7 separate regions of the Mus musculus genome follow, and regions 1, 3, 4, 5, 6 and 7 are each linked to region 2. A link is a contact called in public HiChIP or PLAC-seq, Micro-C, capture Hi-C and promoter capture Hi-C data. All regions are on one chromosome and are shown on one strand. Each heading gives the region's core, a stretch centred on a gene start, on an enhancer-like site or on the middle of the called end of the contact. The rest is flanking DNA. Distances are from core to core; before and after follow the strand shown. Region 1 holds the start of Disp2 (dispatched RND tramsporter family member 2). Region 2 holds the start of Srp14 (signal recognition particle 14). Region 3 holds the start of Ccdc9b (coiled-coil domain containing 9B). Region 4 holds the start of Chst14 (carbohydrate sulfotransferase 14). Region 5 holds the start of Knstrn (kinetochore-localized astrin/SPAG5 binding). Region 6 overlaps Gm39913 (a long non-coding RNA gene). Region 7 has its middle 12 kb from the start of Gm39914.

Region 1 (2,700 bases), core at 96-2,595, 300 kb after region 2:
CCAACCTTCTTTTGTTACAGTCTCCTAAATCCCACTCCAGGTGAAGCATGCTCTGCCTGTCTTTCATGCCTTCACATTTCCAAAACCTCCCCAGCCAGCCGCAGCTCCACTGTCTCCAGGAAGCTTGCTTTAAAGCTATTCGAAAGAAATGTCTCTCTTTGTACCCTGCCCTTTCTCTGCCACAAATTGTAGATCAGAGGTGCTATCAACCATCTCCTAGGTCTAGCCACACCCTGGCCTCCTGGCACTGATTTAAGGCTGCCTTTATCTCTGCAGCCAACTGTAAGTCACTCAAGGCACTTACTTCTAAACCTCCAGATCCACTCAGCCCGGGCTCTAGAACCCGTGCCTGCCTAGACCAGCACTTGGACACAATTAAGGGATATCTTTAAGCCAAATCTCTTGAGTCTGACTCTCCTCAGCCCATTGCTTCTAGCTTGTCACCTCCATGCACAGCACAGCCAGGCCCAAAACAGCCTGCTTGTTGTGAAGTTTTTTTGTTTTTTTTTTTTTTTGTTTTTGTTTTGTTTTTGTTTTTTTGTTTTTTGTTTTTTGTTTTTTGTTTTTTCTTTTGCCTAACCAAATCTACCAAGGACTCCTCTACACTGAGGCTTCTCCTACTTCTGGTATTCACTATAATTCAACTACAGTTCTCTAGCCAGGCCTGCCCTTCCGACCAACACCTCAATTCCTTCACAGCTAGTCCCTCGTCGGGGCTGGCAAGTGCTCCGAAGTGGGTGGCTATCAGGTCTCTCTGTAGGTGGAGAGTGGTGGTAACTGCATGAAAGGGGCTGGGCATCCCTCCTCCTCTCACTCCCCCTATCCCTTGTTGCGCACTTAAAAGATTCGAGAAGAGGCTTTAATGTAGGAAGAGGCCGCAGGCTCAGAGCCAGGTCCAAAATGGGAGGAGTGACCCAACTCGAGCAGATACCCATCTCTCCCTCGGGAGGACAGAACACTGAGAGAAGCCTAGAGAAATAAGGGTATTTATGAGACCCAACCTCTCTGCTTCCCTGCGTTACAAAGTGTGGATGCCTGGGGTTCAAGTTGGGAGGATTTTACCCGGGTTGTTCCTTTTTAGTTTCTTGTAAAAAGTACAAGGCGTCCAGGAGGGACGGTCTGGCCATATTACTAAGGACAATGATGAGAGCTGGTCAGGGTAGAGAGGCCTGTACTGCAGCCTACAACCTTCGTGACAACGAACCCCCAGCCCCCCATGCTGCGGCTCTGCCGCAGCTCGTGTCCCTGTCTCCCCTCCATCCTTCCTGCCCTCTGTCCATTGGCGGATTTCTCTTCGGCCCCGCCCAGCGACTGGCCTCTGGAGCTGACGCATGCGCAAGATCCCACCGCTGCCGCTGCTTCAGCACCAGAGCCCGGACAGCGGCGCCGCCCACGGGCATGGACGGTGGTAGCAGCCCCAGCTGCTGCAGCGATCTTCTCTTTGCCAGTTTCTGAACCGCAAGCAGCGGCCTGAGGGGAATACATTAGCCCCAGAAGGCAGCTGCCGGAACAAGTAGGAAGAACCCCTCCGTAGATCCTGCTGGAAGATCTTCTCAGTAAGCCTGCATCAGGTATCCTAAATAGCCGCCGCCACATATCACCTCATCCATTCCCCAGCTCTCTTCTGAAAGCCTTTTCCCGAGGCGAGTATGATTGTACACCTTCATTTTGCCTGGCTAGTTCATCCTCTCTCATCGACACTTGATAATACCAGTTCTCGTTGCTTTCACCTCCTGGGGGACCTGCCCCACCCACTGTTCTCTCCTTTCCCCTAAGGCCGCAGATGTCCATTTCCTTAGCTTCTAGAGCTTCCCCAACTCCCTGAGGCCTTGCCTCTGCGTCTTTGCAAAAGGCCTCAGGACCGCAGCTATGTCGGTCTGCATGTCAGTGAGCAAAGGGGTGTGCATGTACAACGGGGGGAAAAAAGGCTGGCCAAAGCAGGTATCCTAGGGAGAGAAGGCGACATTTGGGATCTACACCACGGGCTGACTGTCTGTCCATCACCATCAGTTCCTTGTCTGCCCACTGCCATCGGTTGCTCTGCTGCCCAGCAAATCGTTGTTTGTTTTCCCTGCATGGCCTCCTGCTTGTGTACACACTGGCTTTAGCCTCCGTGTATGGCAAAAACTAGACTGAAGCCATGACCGCTGAAGGAGCCTGGGGGGGGGGGTGGAAGAGAAAAAAAAAAACCACCTTCCCACTGAGCGCCCATTCCCAGAACTGGGTACCCTTCATTTTTCTGACTTCATCAGACGTGTGGTGGAACAGTCTGGCCAGGTAGCAATATGGCGCCATTTGTGTGTCCTGCCTGACTCTGCCGCCCCCAGAATCTCTCTTCAGACATGACACTTCATCTCTTTCCTGCCTGGACTGAAATAAAAGGCATTTTTAAGAGGCAAAAGGCAGTTGCAGACACCTTATCTCAGATTATCGGATTTAAATTGTACATTCTGTTTCTCAGAAGCAGGAGAAAGCCCCACAGGTGGAAGCAAATGTTTTCTCCCTCTTTTATTAAATTATTACCCTGAGAGAGATAAAATCTTATTCAAGAGGGCAAATCACAGTATGGGTATATTCTCCAGACCAGAGCACAGGCCAGGGACTCTGCTTGGAGCCACAACCTGACCAAAAGAAGGTGGGACTGGGGCTGGGGGTAGGGGTTGCAGCTCAGTGATAAAGCATTTTTTTCTAGCATTGGCA
Region 2 (2,700 bases), core at 49-2,548:
CGACCTAAGGAACCTCAGTTACCCGAGACCTTATCCCAACCAAACAACCCACCCCCTCCACCAAAAAGAAGCAGAAGTAGATCCTGATCCCACAACAGCCTGGGAGTGACAGGCCAAAATGACAGGGAAGGGGGACCCGGACCTAATCCTGACATGCCCCTCCTCCCTCGGGGTGGGGGTGAGGCTCAACCCAGAGCGATGACTTAGCGGGATGAAGACCCTGGCTTGGGTCACATCTCCAACTTCACAAAAACCATCACTGTCATCTGTCTCAGTTGATGAGACACTCCTGTGACACCAGCACGGGCTGAAGCGCCTGGTGTGAGCTTCCTAAATCACAAGTTCAAAGTCAGCCTGAGTAGACTGCAAGACACTATTTTAATTTTTTTTAAATGTGTTCCCCTAGCTAGCACTGAGATAGGTTGCTCCTGTACCTTGGCTACTTGAGAGAAAACTGACTTTTTCTGAGTCGGCCAGGCCAACTCAAAAGAAAGCAGAGCCTTAAGAAAGGCCTCCAGCTCACCACGGTGCTGATCTTCCTTTTCCCATCCGTGGCTCTCAACAGACACTTGTTTTCTGCGGGCTCGAGGCCCTCCACAGAACTCTTCCTCGGGATAGGTTTGGTGCGACCGTCATCTGTGTTTAAGAAAAAAAAAAGTCCACCCAGGTAAACACCACCACAGGCGTTGCTTCTGGGTCCAAAGTGATGATCGTAAGGAAGGGTCCGCCATCACTCAGGATACAGCCAAAACTAGGAGCAACGACTCGCTCGATAAACACTGGGACCCCGAGGCATATTCTTCCTCACTAACGGAGCGGGGGCCGGGCTGCCTGACAACGGGCGTCGGACACACTTGGGGCCCCACTGTCACGGTGAGTGGGTGGCCGGCGCCGCACCGGCCACGAGCCCCGGAGGTGGCCGGTGCGGACAGGCCGGGGGCCGGGCTGTCCCCTCCCAGGCGGCCCCGGAGATTGCTTACATTTCTTGAGGGTGATGAACACGCTGCCCGACGAGCGGCACTTCTGGAAGAGCCTGGTCAGCTCCGTCAGGAACTGCAACACAACACGCCCCGTTAGGCAGCCTCCGCTCCTCGCCCCGCCGCCTCACGGCCCCGGCCCGCCCGCAAAGGGAGAACCGCGACCCGAGCTGACCCCACTCGCTCGAGTCCCGGGCCCTCCGGGGCCGCCGGTACCTGCTCGCTCTCGAGCAACACCATCCTGGGCTCCGCAGGTCCGACGCCGTCAGCAGAAGCCTCCAGCGGTTACAGCCGGAAAACTCGCTCGCGCTGGGCGGGACTTCCGCTTTAGTTGCACGTCTTCCGTCAATCCTCGCTTCGCTCGGGTTGCCTTGCGCCTGCGCGCTCGGCGCCTCCTCCCGCGTCTATCCAGGATGAGGAGTGACGCTTGCTTTCGGTGGTTGGACTGCGTTGTCAAGCTACACCGTAGGCTGTAGGAGGGAATGAGAGCAAAAGAAAGACTGGATAGACATATGCAAGTCACCCAAGAGTCCACTGACTCACTTTCCCCATTTTTTACACAATGATCTGGTTTCTCAGAACTTGCTGATGAAGATGAAGATGTGAGGTGTTTTTATAGATGCATTGTTTACATTTAGGAATAAGTGGCCAAGGAGCTCCAAGTTAAACTCAAAGCCGAAAGCTAAAACAGCAGAGTTCGCTGTTTCAGTATCTTTGTTTGAGGTATCTTTAGACAAAGAGTACTTGCTCTGAAGGCACTGTTGATCTATCTCATCGGCAGTGCTGAAGTCAGCAGGAAGCACAGGCTAGACCCCAGAAAAAGGTGCTTTTTTTTTTGTTTTGTTTTTTTTTTTTTGTTTCCAGGGTCCATAGTTTTTTCTTTCTATCCTACTTCAGAGGGTGGGAAAATATGTGAAAGTGATTGGAGAAGGAGCCGGGGATCACACGGGGCCTTTGCCACCGTTAGCAGGGCCCATAGCCACAGAAGGCTCAGATGTTGTTCCTGGTAGAAAGAGGGGAGTGGGGAGGGAGTGGCTCATCGGTGGAGTGTGAGTATCTGGATTTAAGATGTTTAAAAATCTTAAATTCAGACAAGAATGATGGCCCATGACTTTAATCTCAGCACTCAGGAGGCAGAGACAGGCAGAGGATCTCTGAGTTCAAGGCCAGCCTAAAGTGGAAACTTCTGGTTTCTTTGGTAAATCGGTTATATCAAAGAACATTTCGCTGAAGCAGACACAGGTAAAAGGATGTTTAGAAAGAATGAGAGATGAAGGATTCTTCGATAACAACATGCATGCATTGGTTCACCTTACATTGAGTAGCTGAGCTCCGTTTGTCATGACCCCATAGAGAGAAATGCACACACACACACACACACACACACACACAAAAACTTCTGGTGATATGCTGCAGTTTCTTGCCACTTCCTCGGACTCCAGCCAATTGGCAGAGTGATGTCAGCTGATACAGACTCATGGAGTTTTGCTAAGTCAGACTGAGGCAAGACCCTTAGAGGACACGTGATGTTTGGAGGGAGTATAAATAGGACTCAATGGACAGTGATGGGGGCTTGCATAGTTAGTTTTGGAGTGCTTCTCGGTCTTGCGTCTTCAATGATCTTCACGTCATTCAGAGAGACATGGCAGAGAACTTCTCCTGGCTTAATTGCTCCTGCTGGTTTTGGTGGAGGCCTGGCAGTTTCTGCTAGGTCATGCCACCA
Region 3 (2,700 bases), core at 7-2,506, 280 kb after region 2:
GGGCCTGAAGTCAGCAAGGCCATGGCCCCCCAGGCTCACAGACACACAGACACTGACAGGCCTACACAGAAAAACACCAATGGGACACCAGGGGGCAGAGGCACCACATCACCAGTGCCCAAGACTTTGATGGGGGCATGGGCTAAGGCCCTCAGAGAGAACCCACTGTGTAAACAGCCTTTTGAAGGTAGCCAGGGACCCCAGCCACAGGAGTCCTCTCAGCCGACACAACACACTCACCTGGTACCTTCGTAGTAAGGCCTGGTTCTTCTTGCGCAAGGCAACTATCCTACGGTCCAGCTCGGCATCTTTTTCCTCATGCCGGCGCATTGTGGACTCGGCTTTGTGGGGCCCCTGTAGAAGGCATGGAACCCAATACAAGGAACGGATTTTAGCCCCAAGCTACAGCACCCAGGGTGAAAGAGGTTTCTTAGGAAGATGGTCTACAGAGGGCCAAACCCCACCCCAGTGAGGCCTGTCTGCCAGTTTGCCTACTGAGGGCTCAGGTCAGGGTTTCATACCCAGGGCCTCGGCTCCCAGCAGCAGGCTGCCCCTCCCCCTGGCTCCCCAGGGGGTTCTGCTGTGAGCACAGTCTGGAATGAGAGTTAAAAATGGCTCTGGCAGCCGAACCTGCCGTGACTGGGAAGCTGCCAGGGGATTCAGGAGGTCGAGGGGGGACACTTTGCCTCCCAAATCTAGAACCACACACACAGAGACAGGCTTTAGCTTGGTTCTGGCCTCCCAGGCACCGGACCCCACTCCCTAAGCCTGTGCCCAGTCCGAAGGAGAGAGCAGCTCCCACGGGCTCCGCGAGCCCTCCAGGTCTGAGCTGCTGACTGATGGGGCAGGAGAACAGCAGGCCCAGCTGGGAGCAACTCTGGGCCGAGCCATGCCTCTGCATCAAGATCTGCGGTTCTTCTCTGTCTGGCTGTGGGGTCTATGTTTTGCTCAGCGCCTTGCCCGGCCCACCACCTGCCTCCTCGTGGCTCTCTTTCTCCCAGGCCCAGCTGCCACCAGCTGTCCCCAGAATGTGGCTGCTTCGTAGCTTAGCTCCCTCCCATCCTCTAGAAGCCCCCCTGCCAAAGAGGAGGTGCCACTCACGGCCAAATGCATGGAAATACCAGGCGCTGAGAGAATTTCAAAACAGCTCCCGGGAGCCAGAGCTGGAGGGAAGCTGGAGCCACCAGAGCCGGCCCTGTCGGCCTCTCCCTGCCGGCTTCTGCTTCGCTGCTCAGCACAAGAGATCATGTTGTGATTACAAAAGAGCGCTCTGGGCTCCCAGCCAGGAACGCCTAGCCGCCACCCCCACCCTTCCACTCGCAGAGGGCGAGGACCGGGGCACCAGCAGCCGGCTGGTCTTGTCTAGCACATATCCCTGCCCTGCCTCAGTGTCCTCGCACAGGAGATCTAGGCACGAAGGGCCCACTTTCACCTGTGATCCTGAGCCCCAGTAAGACCCGCCCGCCTGTGTGTGCCCACAAATGGGATAGCTGGGTCTTCATCCCTCCCACTAGGAGAAAAAGGCAAGAGATGCAGGTTCCACACGATGGCTGACGGCCCTCCCTCGGGGCGTTTCTCTGCTTTCCTGCTGGCTGTCCAGTCAGCGCATTTAAGTCGTTAGATAAGAGTGAGAAACCTCCTCCCCAAGGCCATCTCACACCACCACAGACCCAAAATGCCACTCTCCCCCATTTGGTTTCTGAGCTGGAATGTGCTTTTCTCTGTACTCCAAGCATGGCCACTCCTGGAGGCCTAACTCTCTGGGTCTCCAGACCCCTACCATGCTAAAAGGAGCCTTTCTATGGGGTCCTTAACCCAGCAGAAGCTGGGAACAGTTAGCAGCCCTCTTCCCTTGGGATCCTCTCACAGAGCCCTTTCATCCTGACACTCCCAGGATAACATTTGCAGACTCTCAGATCCCAAGAAAGGACACAGACTCCTTCCCCAAGTAAGTATCTTCACACAGCCGAGGCCAGTCTCTGCCCAGGGGTGCCTAGGTCAGCTTCAGTTCTTATGTGGTCCTGACTTCCAGGCCTTGACATGAGTGTCACAAACTCTGGCATCCCCTATGTCCCTGACTGACCAGGCCTCAGATATTTCCCCTCACCATAATCTACCCCCACCCCGGTCTCTAGCCACCATGCTAAGGCCCTTTGCTGTCCAGGCTCTCGCCCCTGGCCCCACACCCCCATCTCTGCAGCTCCTGAGTTCCCATCCTGCTTGCAAATGCCACTGTGTACCCTCCTCCCTTCCTGCCGGATGTTCCCACTGAGTCAGACTCTTGTCTACTTTCCCAGCAACAGTGACGCACCCGAGCTCCTAGATCTCTCTCTCTCTCTGTCTCCCTCTCCGCTTTTGTCTACACACACATACACACACACACACACACACACACACACACACACACACACACACACACGTACAAGCACACACTTCCTCCACCTTCTCTGCACCCTGCCTCACAAATACTGCTGAGGTCAGCCTTATCCCAGAAACCTCCAGAAGTCCCAAGCTTCCCACTGTAACCGCCCCTGCTACACAGATCGCAGTCCGAGAGGGAGAGAGACCTAATGCAGCCCCCACTCTTTGTAATTTTAGTCCTTGATCAGGTTTAGAAAGGAGGGATGTAAACAGACTACAGAGACGAGGCCAGGTTTTTGTCCTTCTCAGCTTCCACTGCCAGCCAGTGTCAGAGCAGAG
Region 4 (2,700 bases), core at 171-2,670, 450 kb after region 2:
TTTCATCCCCATGACATGGGTAGGCTATCCCATGGTATGGACAGCCATCAGTGTGCTGCCCACGAGAGTTCTAAGAGGTGTCACTTTACAGACAAATGGAGCAGGCAATCCCACCACCAGAAATCTATACACTGCCTAGAAAGGGACAGCAGTGTAGTGAAGGGTCAGAAGTGGCCTGAGATGCACCCAGCATCCAACTTTAAAGCCACTGAACCTCCCAGTTCAGACATTTACCCCATGTTTTCTGTGTGGCTCTCTGAACAACAACAACACACACACACACACACACACACACACACACGTCACTTTATCCCTCAGACCCCCTCATCTGCCTAATCAGCTTCATAGTCTCACCATTCCCACCCAGTCCTTTCATCATCCTCTGGGCATAACCTGTACCAAAGTCAATTCTTCGTCCTCCCATCTAATGTGCTGTCATGACTAGGAATTGGGTCTGAAAGTCAGCCTTGGCTAGCCAGTGAAACCCATACCTAAACAACAACAACAACAAAACCTTCAGTCACAGCTACCCCAGAGTCCATACAATGTGAACAGCCACAGAATCTACTGTCAAGTGGCTGATGACTATAGGAAATAGTTAAAAACAAACAACAACAACAACAACAAAAAAACGTGATTTGTTCCCCAGTTCTGTTGTCTTAAGCCTTGTTGGGGCCCCACACGAAGTCAAGCTGTAGTGCTTAGGGACTAGTTGTATGCTGCTGTTCAAAGTACTCTGACCAATCTGTTGCCACTGGGTACATCTTGGCTCCAAGCAAAGAGGCCTTTCTGTGGTTGCTGCGTTGTACTTGTAGGTTGTCCTGAAGTATATATTGGCCATACGTGGTCCCGAGGTACTTGTCCATAGCCTCCGACCAGAGTGTCCCAGTTAGCCTACTGCTTCAGACTTGGCAGGGGAGATTCCTTTTACAGACAGATCAGCATTGCTCAGTAGATAAGCACTAGTCCCTAGGAATTACTAAAGCAAAATGTCACCATGGAGACATTAGCCAGAGCTTGACAGAGTGGCCCTGCCCTGGGCTGGGACTGGTACAAGCGGCTAAGGACCATGCTTCCGGTCAGGACAGATCTCCTTTATGTCTAGACCGACTGAGTGGTGGGTTGTCCTGCATTCAGGTCACAGCTGGAGGGACAGCGGTTCCAGAGCAGTTTAAAGCAGGATGGAGGGTGCAAATCTTAAATGGAGCACCAAGAGGACACGTGTTAAAGAGACACGGGATCTCAGTAGCTCCTGCTTTCCAGGTCTCATTTTGTCTGGAGTGGCCCAGGCTCATGAGTTCTCTCCCGGGCTAGGGTCCGCCTGCGGCCTCCCGCAACTAGCTCCTAGGACTCGGGCACCCGCCCCTCTCCCCGCCCCACAACGTGGGCCCGCCCTCGCGCCTGTATCAGGGAGGGGCGGGGAGAGAAGAGCGGCCGGGCGGGACATCCGGCCCTGGTCCCTGCCTGCACCCCGGGAGCTGGCCACCCACTATCCCTCCCCTCCCGAGACCTCCAGCCCCTGCTGCAGTCACCTCCCCTGCAGCCTCGAGGTCGGCGAGGTCTGGCCGCAGCACCATGTTTCCCCGCCCTCTGACCCCACTGGCTGCCCCGAAAAGCGCGGAGACCCTGGGCCGCACGCCAAGGCGGGCCCCATTGGGCCGGGCCCGGGCTGGGCTCGGGGGGCCGCCCCTGCTGCTGCCGTCCATGCTGATGTTCGCTGTAATCGTGGCCTCCAGCGGACTGCTGCTCATGATCGAGCGAGGCATCCTATCGGAGATGAAACCCCTTCCCCTGCACCCTCCCAGCCACAAAGGCGCGGCCTGGAGCGGGACAGATCCTAAGCCTAGAGGCCTATCCTTGGATGCTGGGGACTCGGACTTGCAAGTGAGGGAGGACATCCGAAACCGGACCTTGAGGGCCGTGTGCGGACAACCAGGCATGCCCCGGGACCCCTGGGACTTGCCGGTGGGACAGCGGCGCACCCTGCTGCGCCACATTCTCGTAAGTGACCGCTACCGCTTCCTCTACTGCTATGTCCCCAAAGTGGCCTGCTCTAACTGGAAACGTGTGCTGAAGGTGCTGGCTGGCATCCTGAACAACGTGGATGTCCGCCTCAAGATGGACCACCGCAGTGACTTGGTGTTTCTGGCAGACCTGCGGCCTGAGGAGATTCGCTACCGTCTGCAGCACTACTTCAAGTTCCTGTTTGTGCGAGACCCCTTGGAACGCCTCCTGTCTGCTTACCGTAACAAGTTTGGAGAGATCCGAGAGTACCAGCAGCGATATGGGGCCGAAATTGTCAGGCGCTACAGGGCTGGAGCTGGCCCCAGCCCTGCAGGGGACGATGTCACCTTCCCAGAGTTCCTGAGATACCTGGTGGATGAGGATCCTGAACATATGAATGAGCATTGGATGCCTGTGTACCACCTGTGCCAACCATGTGCTGTGCACTACGACTTCGTGGGTTCCTATGAGAGGCTGGAGGCTGATGCCAACCAGGTGCTGGAGTGGGTGCGGGCCCCACCCCATGTCCGGTTCCCAGCTCGCCAGGCCTGGTACCGGCCAGCCAGCCCAGAAAGTCTGCATTACCACTTGTGCAATGTTCCACGGGCCCTGCTTCAAGATGTGCTACCTAAGTATATCCTGGACTTCTCCCTCTTTGCTTACCCACTGCCCAATGTCACCAAGGAAGCCTGTCAC
Region 5 (2,700 bases), core at 139-2,638, 330 kb after region 2:
GATAGAGAAAGGAGAGAGAAAAAGGAGAGAGGGGAGAAGAGGCAGAGGATAGGATAGAGAAAGGAGAGAGAAAAAGGAGAGAGGGGAGAAGAGGCAGAGGATAGGATAGAGAAAGGAGAGAGAAAAAGGAGAGAGGAGAGAGAAGATAGGATAGAGAAAGGGGGACGGGAGAGAGAGAGAGCAAGTTAACTGTCATTGGTTACTGTGTGGGTTCTTTCACCCTCTCCACCCTTTCAACCCCCTAACACTAGATAGGAGAGAATAAAAGAAAGAGGAGAAAGGACATTATCTTTAGACCACTTCCTGCTGCTTAGGGGCATTGAGTTCCTTGGGGGCAAGTTTGATCTTCACTGTCAGGGTATGTAATTTCTTCTTGTTCTTTCTTCTTTGCACATGACTACTTAACAAAGTGTGACCAACCATAACCAACAGCAAGCAACCAACAACCCACACCATTTCTCAGGGCCCTAGCATTTATATACCCTCTAAAAAGTTCCCAAAGTCCAAACATAACACCATCGCACTCTGATAGAGCACAAGGCACATCATAGTCAGTTGCTGTGAACTGTCTGAAGCAGCCCCATATCCCACACCAGGGATTAAAACAAAACCACATTTTCATAAAAGAAATCAAAATGCCAAAATTGTCACCATGGGGGGGGGGAGATCCATTTCTACCTTAAAACTTAACACTTCTCATTGTTCCTGAGATTAACAACTCCTTATCTTTCCTGAATCAAACACACCTAAATCTTATTATTTAAATAAGGTTTTGCTGTTCTGTAGCTCCTACTGGCCTGGAATGTAGCCTAGGCTAACCTTAAAGACAGGGCAATTCTCCCGTGGCAGCCTCCTGAGTGCTAGAATCACCACTGTGGACCACTAGGACCTCAGTCTTTCCGATTTATACTGGTTCTTTGCTTTTCTCTCTTATAGCATCTTTGTTTTCCCTTCATTATCTTCCCATGGATGGTAAATGTGTGTTTGCAGTTGTCTGTTTAGTGTGTTTTCTGGATTATAAGCTCCAAGAGGGCAGAGCTAAAGTCAGCCCTTCTATATACTCCCCTTACCCCATCACCCTCTTAAATGTCCAGCACCAGGCTGCTGCTCCTTTTGTATTTGTGTTTTCAACGTGACGACTGAAAATCTGCCTTGTTTTGTATGAGTAACTTTAATTTGTAATTAAATCTGCATGCGGGTTTTTAAGCACATTAGCTATTTCAGCCCACTGGTGTCCTTCAAGTAGGCTCTCCTGCTCTTCACCTGGTAGTTTCTATTCAGGCCACCTGTATTCCTGGCAGGATCCTTAGCAATCAAAGACCAAATAAAGAGGATTGTGACTTGACGCTAGGCGAGTTCACGTGTCTGCCTTCTGGCTGGAATGTGACAGCTTGGCTCAATAGCTCCATTCAAGCCAGCCCAGTGAGTCCCTGGCCCAGCCTCGACCAGCAGGCTGGAGCAACTCTGCTCGAACCTTCCGTACAGCATGGCGGCTCCCGAGGCCGAGGCACAAGAGACAGCCTTCCGTACAACAGGGCCGCCTACAGACTCGGAGCCGCGCCCCTTCCCTCCCAGCTCCCGGAAGTTTCCTTTTGAAAGCGCGGCGGCAGACTCTAACGAGGACTGGGCAGTTGCTGCGGAGCATTATTTGAAAGGGAGCGGAGAGAACGGCGGATGGGAGCAGCCGGCACCGGGGTTAAGCTCTGCGGGATGTGTGCGGGTGGAAGGACGGGCGGGCTGGCGTGGCGGGGCTCTGGCGCTGCTAATATCCGTCTTGCACTTTCAGGGTCCAGCCAAGCCACCCGGCTACGATGGCCAGTGCTAAGACGGTGTGCGATGCGCAGCCTCACTCGATGCCGAGCTGCGGCTTGCCCGCAGGTGGGTGTCCACACCTCCACCAGCCGGGGGGTCTGTAGTCTATATGCTAGGACTAAGAAGGACGAAATCTGTATGTCGGGGCGGCGTCCGGTTAGCTCTGACATCCTCCTGCTCCTCACCCCAACTAGGCTGTGTAAGAGAGTCCCTGTTCCTATTTCTGACCCAGCCCCCTTTTGCGATTACCAAGGTTATGCAGCGCTATGCAGCCCAGGCTAGCTTGGGGCACACAGAGATCCTGCCTCTGCCTCCTGAGTGCTTAAAGGCTTGTGTCACCATGCTCAGTGCTTGGCCTCCCTTTTTTCCTTTTTTTTTCTCCCCCCCGCTCCAGCCCTTCCCTCCCGCCCGCCTTTTTTAAAAGCTAGGTTTCACTCTGTAGCCCTGTGTAACGTTAGCTTTCAGCAACATTCCCACTTCCGCTCCGAAATGCTGAAATTACAGGCCCACTGCCACCACACTTGCCTCTCTAGAACCCCTTTTTTTTTTTAATTGTGTGCATGTGGTGCAGGGGGGGCTTGTGCATATGAGCTTAGGTGCCCATCGAGAGTCAGAGCCTTGATCCCCTAGACCTGGAGTTACAGGCGGTTGTGAGCCACCTTATATTGGTGCAGGGAACCAAACTCCAGTCCTCTGGAAGAGTAATTTTCCCTTTTAACCTCTGAGTCATCTCTTTAACCCTAGAAATTGCTTTTAATGCAGTTATCCTTTTTATTTCCAGGTAAAGATTGGTTGTCTTAAGATTGGGGAGAAAACTCCAGGGTTCCTTGTTCACATTAGCAGGTGCACAGTGGCTCTCCCGAGCAGACCATCAATATATGTTGAGTG
Region 6 (2,700 bases), core at 155-2,654, 360 kb after region 2:
ACTTAGGACAGGTTTTGGAGGGCACTCTGGGGCAAATATGCTCAGATCTGAAGTAGGGGTGCCAAATTGTACATTGAGAGTCAACTTTTTAGTGAGCTTAAACAGCATCTGACAACTTAACAATATAATGTGTACTACACATGTAATTGCAGACCTGAAGAAGATAGTTGATAGCTACCTTTTCTGAAGGGCCAATGCAACCAACCAGCTGCCAGTAACACTCTGAGACTGCGAGCCAGTCCTCTGTTAAATGCTTTCCTTTGTGAGTTGCCCTGCGAATGGTGTCTCCTCACAGCAACAGAACAGTAACTAAGACGGTCCCCTAGACTGTCAGTGACCCAGACCTTAAAATAGAAACATCTGATGTTTTTCTGCACTCAAATATAGCCTGAATTTAGATTGGAGGATGGAAAAAGTAGCCTCAGAGGGAAACATTGAATACAGCATTGTCTTTTTATATAGGTCAGAACACTCATGTATTAAAATCTTCGGGCTGCCCACTTCCACTTGTAAACACATGCCAGCTCTATATACAGGCTTGCAAACAGTTGGTCTGGTTGCCATGTACTCGTGACCTTATAAAATTTAAAGCTCTCAACGGGTTGAAGTGGCAGAGGGAATGCCATTTTGTCTTCCACTCTGTGTCTACTCAGGCACTTTTCAATCCCTAACCCCTGAACACTCACATCCACTTTCACAGCACACTGGGGCTTTCTATGATCCTGGCCCAGATACACACACACACACACACACACACACACACACACACACACACACACGGACTGGGAAGGAGAAAGCTCCCCAAGGGACAACCTCGCCTCATAACCATCATGAGGCAGCATGGACAAAGTGAGACGAGAAGAGTTCCATGCTGGCTCAGCAGAAATAACGTTGCTTAGTGCTGAGATGGCTCTGCTCAAGTGGGGAAAGAAGGCAACAAAATGCTCTAGAAAGGTTGGGCTCTCAGCTCTGACCAACATGGAGGGCACGGCATGAGGGCCTCATCCCAAGGGGACCAGGAAGTTGCTCTTCTGAATGGAAGCATGAAGTGGAAATTTCTGGTTTCTTTGGAAACTCAGTTGTGTATCCTTACAGCAACTGCTGAGATTTACAGCTTGTTTGTCTTGTTGTTTTTCTTTCAAACTGTAATAAACTGTCCTTGAACTTCTATTATTATTTATTATTATTATTATTATTATTATTATTATTATTATTATTATTATTATCAGCAGCTTCTGGAAGCTGTCTTGTGAGAGGACATGTGATACTTTGACTGGGCAGACACTTGAGAGAGGTGTGATGTTTGGAAAGAGTCTAAGTAGAACCCCATAAACAGTGGGAGGTCGCTCTTGCATTCTATGTTCGCTGGTCTTCACTTCATAGGCAGAAATATGTCAAAGAACATTCCAGCTGCTTCTGGCTGCTTCTGCTGACTCATGCTGACTCATGCTGATTTGTGGTTTCTGCTGGATTGAGCCACAGCTACTGATTCATGTTTGGTGTTTGCTATTGGACTGGACTGCTGGTATCCTGACAACAAAGAGTGTAGTCGCCCCAAAGAACTACTTCTAAACGGGTCCACAACCATCTTTTCCTATTAACCTTCTTTCCTTACCTCCAGTTGGTGGGCTAGAAGGGTGGTTGAAGTATTCTAGAACCTAAACAAAGTAGGTTTCAAAAAATCTAAGCCTATAGGAGCACCACACAAGAGACACACAGTTTTAAATAGGTGTTAACTATGTTTGACAGTGTTCGCTATTTCTACTGAGCTAACATGGAGTCCACCAGAAGGCACTTGCCTAAGGTCCTGGAAGATGGTTGCCTGCTGAGTTCTCTCAAGAACTTCTTTATGGTCCTTCATGATCACCACATCCTACTTGGGAAATTAGAGTCCCTTTGGGGTTCTTGTTAATAATAATAGGGAAGGAAGGAAGTTCAAGGACAGCTTATTACAGTTTGAAAGAAAAACAACAAGACAAGCTGTAAATCTCAGCAGTTGCTGTAAGGAGGGAGGGAATGGAGAAAACCACAGCTTTTTTTAGTTAGGAGCCAAGAAAGGTAGCGTGTTCAGCAGAAAAGGTCCACAAGCAGATTTCCTTGCGGGGAGGAGGTGCATGTTCAGAGAAAGAGTAAGTAAGCTCAGAAGGAAAGAATATACAAGCTTTTGGTCAGTATCTGAAAGAAGAAGGTGAAGAAAAGGCCCTGTAATGACCACAGTCTCACTAAGGTGTAATTATTCCTCTCATCTCCTTAGTGTGTCTTTAGTTGAGTCAGACTTCTACAGACAGCTGTGAGCTTCCACGTGAGCTCTGAGAATGGACCAGAGCAGCCTATACTCTTAGCTGCTATGCTATCCTTCCAGCCTCTCCTATGGCTTTTAAAATGTCCAAGTGGGTTCCCTATGGTGTGCTTTTCTGCTAGGTGGCTCTAGTGTCTTCTGTGGCAGGATGCTGTCCCTGAGAAGCAGCTCGCACCTCTAAAGGAATGAGAGGTGGCCAAGTATAGATGACAGTGGCCCAAGAACACAGATTTAGTTTGTGCCAAGTGACACTTTAAGTATGGAAGGAATTATAGGGCTCTGTGCCATCACTCCAGGCAGCTCAAGGAGGTTCCTTTAATCAGATAAAACTGAACCATTAGCTTTGACACAGAAAGGAATTTCAGAACGAGTTGGCATGAAGCAGAGTTGGAGTTTATTAA
Region 7 (2,700 bases), core at 200-2,699, 500 kb after region 2:
CAGTACTCGCTGATGGTACTTGTAATCCCAGCCATGAGTGGATTCCCCGGATTGACTGGCCAACCAGTCTAGTTAAAATGGTAAGATCCAGGTTCAGGAAGAGACCCCCCATCTCAGAAAATAAGGCAAGGCTGATGAGATGTCTCAATGGGCATAGGTTATTGCCACCAGCCTGAGAACTCAAGTTTGATGCACAGGACCTACATGTCAGGAGAGAATGACTCCCACAAGTTGTCCTCTGGCTCCTACAGGTGTGAATCTGTACAGACACGTGGAAACGCAAACAAATAAAATTGTTTGCAAAGAATTGCAAATTGAAAAAAAAATCAAGATGGAGAGCGATAAAGGAAGACACCTGCATTGGCTTCTGGCCTGCGCATGCACTCGAGGATGCCTAGCCATCTCCTCCTACAGAAAGAAAGAGAAAGACGGTGGAGGTGGGGTGTTGTTGACTAACTGCAGGGAATGCTGAGCAGGTTGCCTGGAGTAAGCAAGTGTGCGTGCCAGTGAGCAATTTAGGAGATGCAAGCCCCCCCCCTCCTCTCTGCACAAACGGGTGAAGATGTGGCAAAGTCTCTTGGAAGGGCGTGGGGGTGCGGTTCAAGTAGGCATGATTCAGACGCTGCTCAAATAAAGGGGCCGTAAGAAACAGCCAAACAGGCAAAAAGAAAGAACTTTCTGGACGAATGAAGGGCTGTGCCCCCTGCCCTATGCGTACATGTCCTTTCTTTGCTTTCCTCTAGAAGCCTTCAATAAAATCCACGTGCTCTACGAAAGCGCTGTGTAAGTGGATTTCTAGGGAGGAGTGGGAGAGTTACCAAGCCCTGCCTTGAAGGGTACAGTCAGGAAAGTCAGGTTGCAAACAACACCCATGACTGCCTTATCCTGAATGTGTCTGGCACAGTCCTAGATTCGGGTTTTGTGTTTAATGAGTGACAGATTTTTTAGGTGGCGCTTCGTGTCTACGTGTTCTGGCAAAGGAATCTGCTTGGCCCCTGCACAAGTGTTTGTGTAACGACAAAAGGGTCTTGGCTCTTGTGTGGTGGGGATGTGGTTATAGTGGGCTCCCCGGCACACGTGTTTGTATAACGACAACGGGGTTTTGCATCTTCTGGTGGGCGTTTGTGTGGTGGGGGTGCGGTTATAATGTGTTCCAATTCTTCCTCCCTACAGACCGGAAAATCTCCCTCGTTTGGACGCAAATTATTCTCTGCCGCTCTCCACTTAGCTTCACGCCGGTGGAAGGCGCCCAGCGAGCAGCGAGTAGCTGTTCCGCCCCTCGGGGACCTCATCACTCCCTCCGGTGGCTTCTCGCCCACACCGAGCCTCTAGGGAGCTACCCTAGTGGGCCCATGGTTCAGCGAGTGACAGGACCTTCTCTTTCCGCCCCACCCGGTATTGACTCGGGGCATCCCTTGAGCGCCCCCTGCTCGTGACTCCGGCACTTGCTGCAGTTCCCAGCCCTCGCGAGCCGCGGAGCGCCCGGCCACGCATCCCCGGCCGGGTCAGGATCAAGGTCTTAGTCCTGCTGCCGTGCGGCTCCCTGGGGCTGGGACCGAGGGAACGTGCGGGTCGCGCAAGCGTGAACTTGGGGCAGCCGATGCCGGTGCCAGCACCGCCGCCGGCGAGGCGGAGACGGAGCGCTGGGTGAACCCGGTGCTGATACAGTGCAGGCCGCGGCTGTGCAGCCCCCCCGGTCTGCACTGCGCCAGCCATGCGCGAGCCTGAGATCAGCCTCATTAGAACAGCGTTTTAGATCGAATTTTCGGGTGGCTCTTTGGAGGCCGCCAGTCTTGGCACAGGAGGGTAGGAAAGCAGGCTCGCTCTGGTATGTGGTGCAGCGATAGAGGAATTTTTGACCACTGCGCTAACAACCTCGCCTGCTCCCCGAACTTATGTTTTGAGGACAAACATGACAAACTGTGACATCGCCCAAATGCTTTGTATTTATCTACACAGAGCTGACATTTTCATACCTATAATTGATCTGATCCTCTGTTTATTTTGAGATAGAGTCTCAAACTCTGGATCCTAAAGCTTCCACCGGAACTCAGGGATTACAGGCATACACCACCCAGCTTCCTGATTCTAGCTGCTTCTTCTCCTCTCCCTTCTCCTCCTCTTCCTGTCGCCATTGTCTTCCTCCCGTGTCCCACTCTTCCCCAGACCCTCCATCAGCCTCAATACTGACCCCTGGCAATTTAGGCTAACACAACTCCATCAGCTGTGACCCAAGTATTCAACTCACATTTCTGCTCCCATTTGGTTCCCAGTCTTCCCGTTCTAGGCTATTTCTGGCTGTCTGTTATATGGCCCTCTCATTAATTCCTGTCCTTTAGGTGTCCTAAACGCTGTCCTCGCTGTGCCTGACTCAGGCCCAACCTTCCCTAAGATCTAGATTCACCATCTCAGTTCAGAGCACGGTTTCTAGATGGGGCCTGATGAAGTTTGTGTAGCAGACTAGTGCTCTCAGAACCCTCCCTGGAATCTCTAGGCTTGGAAGGATCCTCTTCCTGCCCAACAGGTCCCCCAGGACAAAGTCGGATTTCTTATTCTTCTCCCCAAGGGATTTGAGCTCTGTTTCTCGAGCTCTTCTACTTTGGGAGGTCCTGTGTCCTCCTAGGATGGGCCACACAACCTTTATTGCCAGGAAGGATGATTCCTACCTTATTCTTCCTGTTGGTCTGTCCAGAGATTCTG

The links. Promoter capture Hi-C pulls out the DNA fragments that hold promoters and counts their contacts. Hi-C and Micro-C count contacts between places; a contact is called where the count stands out from the background. HiChIP or PLAC-seq counts read pairs in DNA pulled down with a chosen protein or histone mark. Capture Hi-C pulls out chosen DNA fragments and counts their contacts.
Region 1: a contact with region 2 is called in a promoter capture Hi-C map of the HPC-7 cell line. The contact joins the promoter of Disp2 here to the promoter of Srp14 in region 2. A contact is called at or near these places in 7 of 39 promoter capture datasets (the 3T3-L1 cell line, the HPC-7 cell line, hippocampal neurons and 4 more), 5 of 115 datasets of contacts at active chromatin or transcription factors (bone marrow-derived macrophages, craniofacial prominence, embryonic stem cells and 1 more) and 4 of 9 other capture datasets (adipose tissue, liver, macrophages and 1 more).
Region 3: a contact with region 2 is called in a capture Hi-C map of macrophages, with 5 times the contacts expected there. The contact joins the promoter of Ccdc9b here to the promoter of Srp14 in region 2. A contact is called at or near these places in 12 of 39 promoter capture datasets (the 3T3-L1 cell line, the C10 cell line, HPC-7-derived erythroid cells and 7 more), 1 of 15 datasets of contacts at CTCF or cohesin (CD8 T cells), 46 of 484 Hi-C or Micro-C datasets (B cells, the Ba/F3 cell line, CD4 T cells and 22 more), 16 of 115 datasets of contacts at active chromatin or transcription factors (the SCID.adh cell line, T-cell acute lymphoblastic leukemia, bone marrow-derived macrophages and 7 more) and 4 of 9 other capture datasets (adipose tissue, embryonic stem cells, liver and 1 more).
Region 4: a contact with region 2 is called in a promoter capture Hi-C map of the HPC-7 cell line. The contact joins the promoter of Chst14 here to the promoter of Srp14 in region 2. A contact is called at or near these places in 4 of 39 promoter capture datasets (the C10 cell line, the HPC-7 cell line, liver and 1 more) and 3 of 115 datasets of contacts at active chromatin or transcription factors (embryonic stem cells, fibro-adipogenic progenitors and large pre-B cells).
Region 5: a Micro-C map of embryonic stem cells shows a contact between it and region 2, with 2.3 times the contacts expected there. The contact joins the promoter of Knstrn here to the promoter of Srp14 in region 2. A contact is called at or near these places in 4 of 39 promoter capture datasets (cranial neural crest, erythroid cells, hippocampal neurons and 1 more), 5 of 484 Hi-C or Micro-C datasets (B cells, CD4 T cells, CD8 T cells and 2 more), 4 of 115 datasets of contacts at active chromatin or transcription factors (bone marrow-derived macrophages, embryonic basal ganglia, embryonic stem cells and 1 more) and 3 of 9 other capture datasets (adipose tissue, liver and macrophages).
Region 6: a FOXA1 HiChIP or PLAC-seq map of pancreatic cancer cells shows a contact between it and region 2. The contact joins the enhancer-like site here to the promoter of Srp14 in region 2. A contact is called at or near these places in 8 of 39 promoter capture datasets (the C10 cell line, the HPC-7 cell line, cranial neural crest and 4 more), 1 of 484 Hi-C or Micro-C datasets (B cells), 4 of 115 datasets of contacts at active chromatin or transcription factors (double positive thymocytes, embryonic stem cells, extraembryonic endoderm stem cells and 1 more) and 3 of 9 other capture datasets (liver, macrophages and pancreatic islet).
Region 7: a contact with region 2 is called in a FOXA1 HiChIP or PLAC-seq map of pancreatic cancer cells. The contact joins the enhancer-like site here to the promoter of Srp14 in region 2. A contact is called at or near these places in 2 of 39 promoter capture datasets (embryonic stem cells and pre-B cells), 3 of 484 Hi-C or Micro-C datasets (the G1E-ER4 cell line, bone marrow-derived dendritic cells and embryonic stem cells), 8 of 115 datasets of contacts at active chromatin or transcription factors (astrocytes, bone marrow-derived macrophages, embryonic forebrain and 5 more) and 3 of 9 other capture datasets (adipose tissue, liver and macrophages).

Annotation. Positions count from the first base shown.
Region 1 is chr2:118,778,374-118,781,073 of GRCm38.p6, forward strand. It overlaps Disp2 (dispatched RND tramsporter family member 2), which reads left to right and starts at 1,346. Exons shown (of 8, transcript NM_170593.3): 1 at 1,346-1,571.
Region 2 is chr2:118,478,398-118,481,097 of GRCm38.p6, forward strand. Srp14 (signal recognition particle 14) reads right to left here and starts at 1,299. Exons shown (of 5, transcript NM_009273.4): 1 at 1,194-1,299; 2 at 981-1,053; 3 at 524-636. The coding sequence starts at 1,217.
Region 3 is chr2:118,761,405-118,764,104 of GRCm38.p6, forward strand. Ccdc9b (coiled-coil domain containing 9B) reads right to left here and starts at 1,257. Exons shown (of 11, transcript NM_001001982.2): 1 at 1,102-1,257; 2 at 241-354. The coding sequence starts at 1,248.
Region 4 is chr2:118,925,077-118,927,776 of GRCm38.p6, forward strand. It overlaps Chst14 (carbohydrate sulfotransferase 14), which reads left to right and starts at 1,421. Exons shown (of 1, transcript NM_028117.3): 1 at 1,421-2,700. The coding sequence starts at 1,576.
Region 5 is chr2:118,812,615-118,815,314 of GRCm38.p6, forward strand. Knstrn (kinetochore-localized astrin/SPAG5 binding) reads left to right here and starts at 1,389. Exons shown (of 9, transcript NM_026412.3): 1 at 1,389-1,695; 2 at 1,787-1,878. The coding sequence starts at 1,487.
Region 6 is chr2:118,840,542-118,843,241 of GRCm38.p6, forward strand. All of the region lies in intron 1 of Gm39913 (a long non-coding RNA gene), which reads right to left. Among named protein-coding and RNA genes, the nearest start is that of Gm39913, 20 kb to the right of the region's middle. Within about 2 kb of position 1,405, at least 38 of the 459 cell types and tissues checked have an H3K27ac peak or open chromatin away from gene starts, as enhancers often do. A contact at or near this core is called in pancreatic cancer cells, where this site is marked.
Region 7 is chr2:118,975,037-118,977,736 of GRCm38.p6, forward strand. No RefSeq gene overlaps it. Among named protein-coding and RNA genes, the nearest start is that of Gm39914, 12 kb to the right of the region's middle. Within about 2 kb of position 1,450, at least 150 of the 459 cell types and tissues checked have an H3K27ac peak or open chromatin away from gene starts, as enhancers often do. A contact at or near this core is called in the G1E-ER4 cell line, bone marrow-derived macrophages, liver and 3 more, where this site is marked.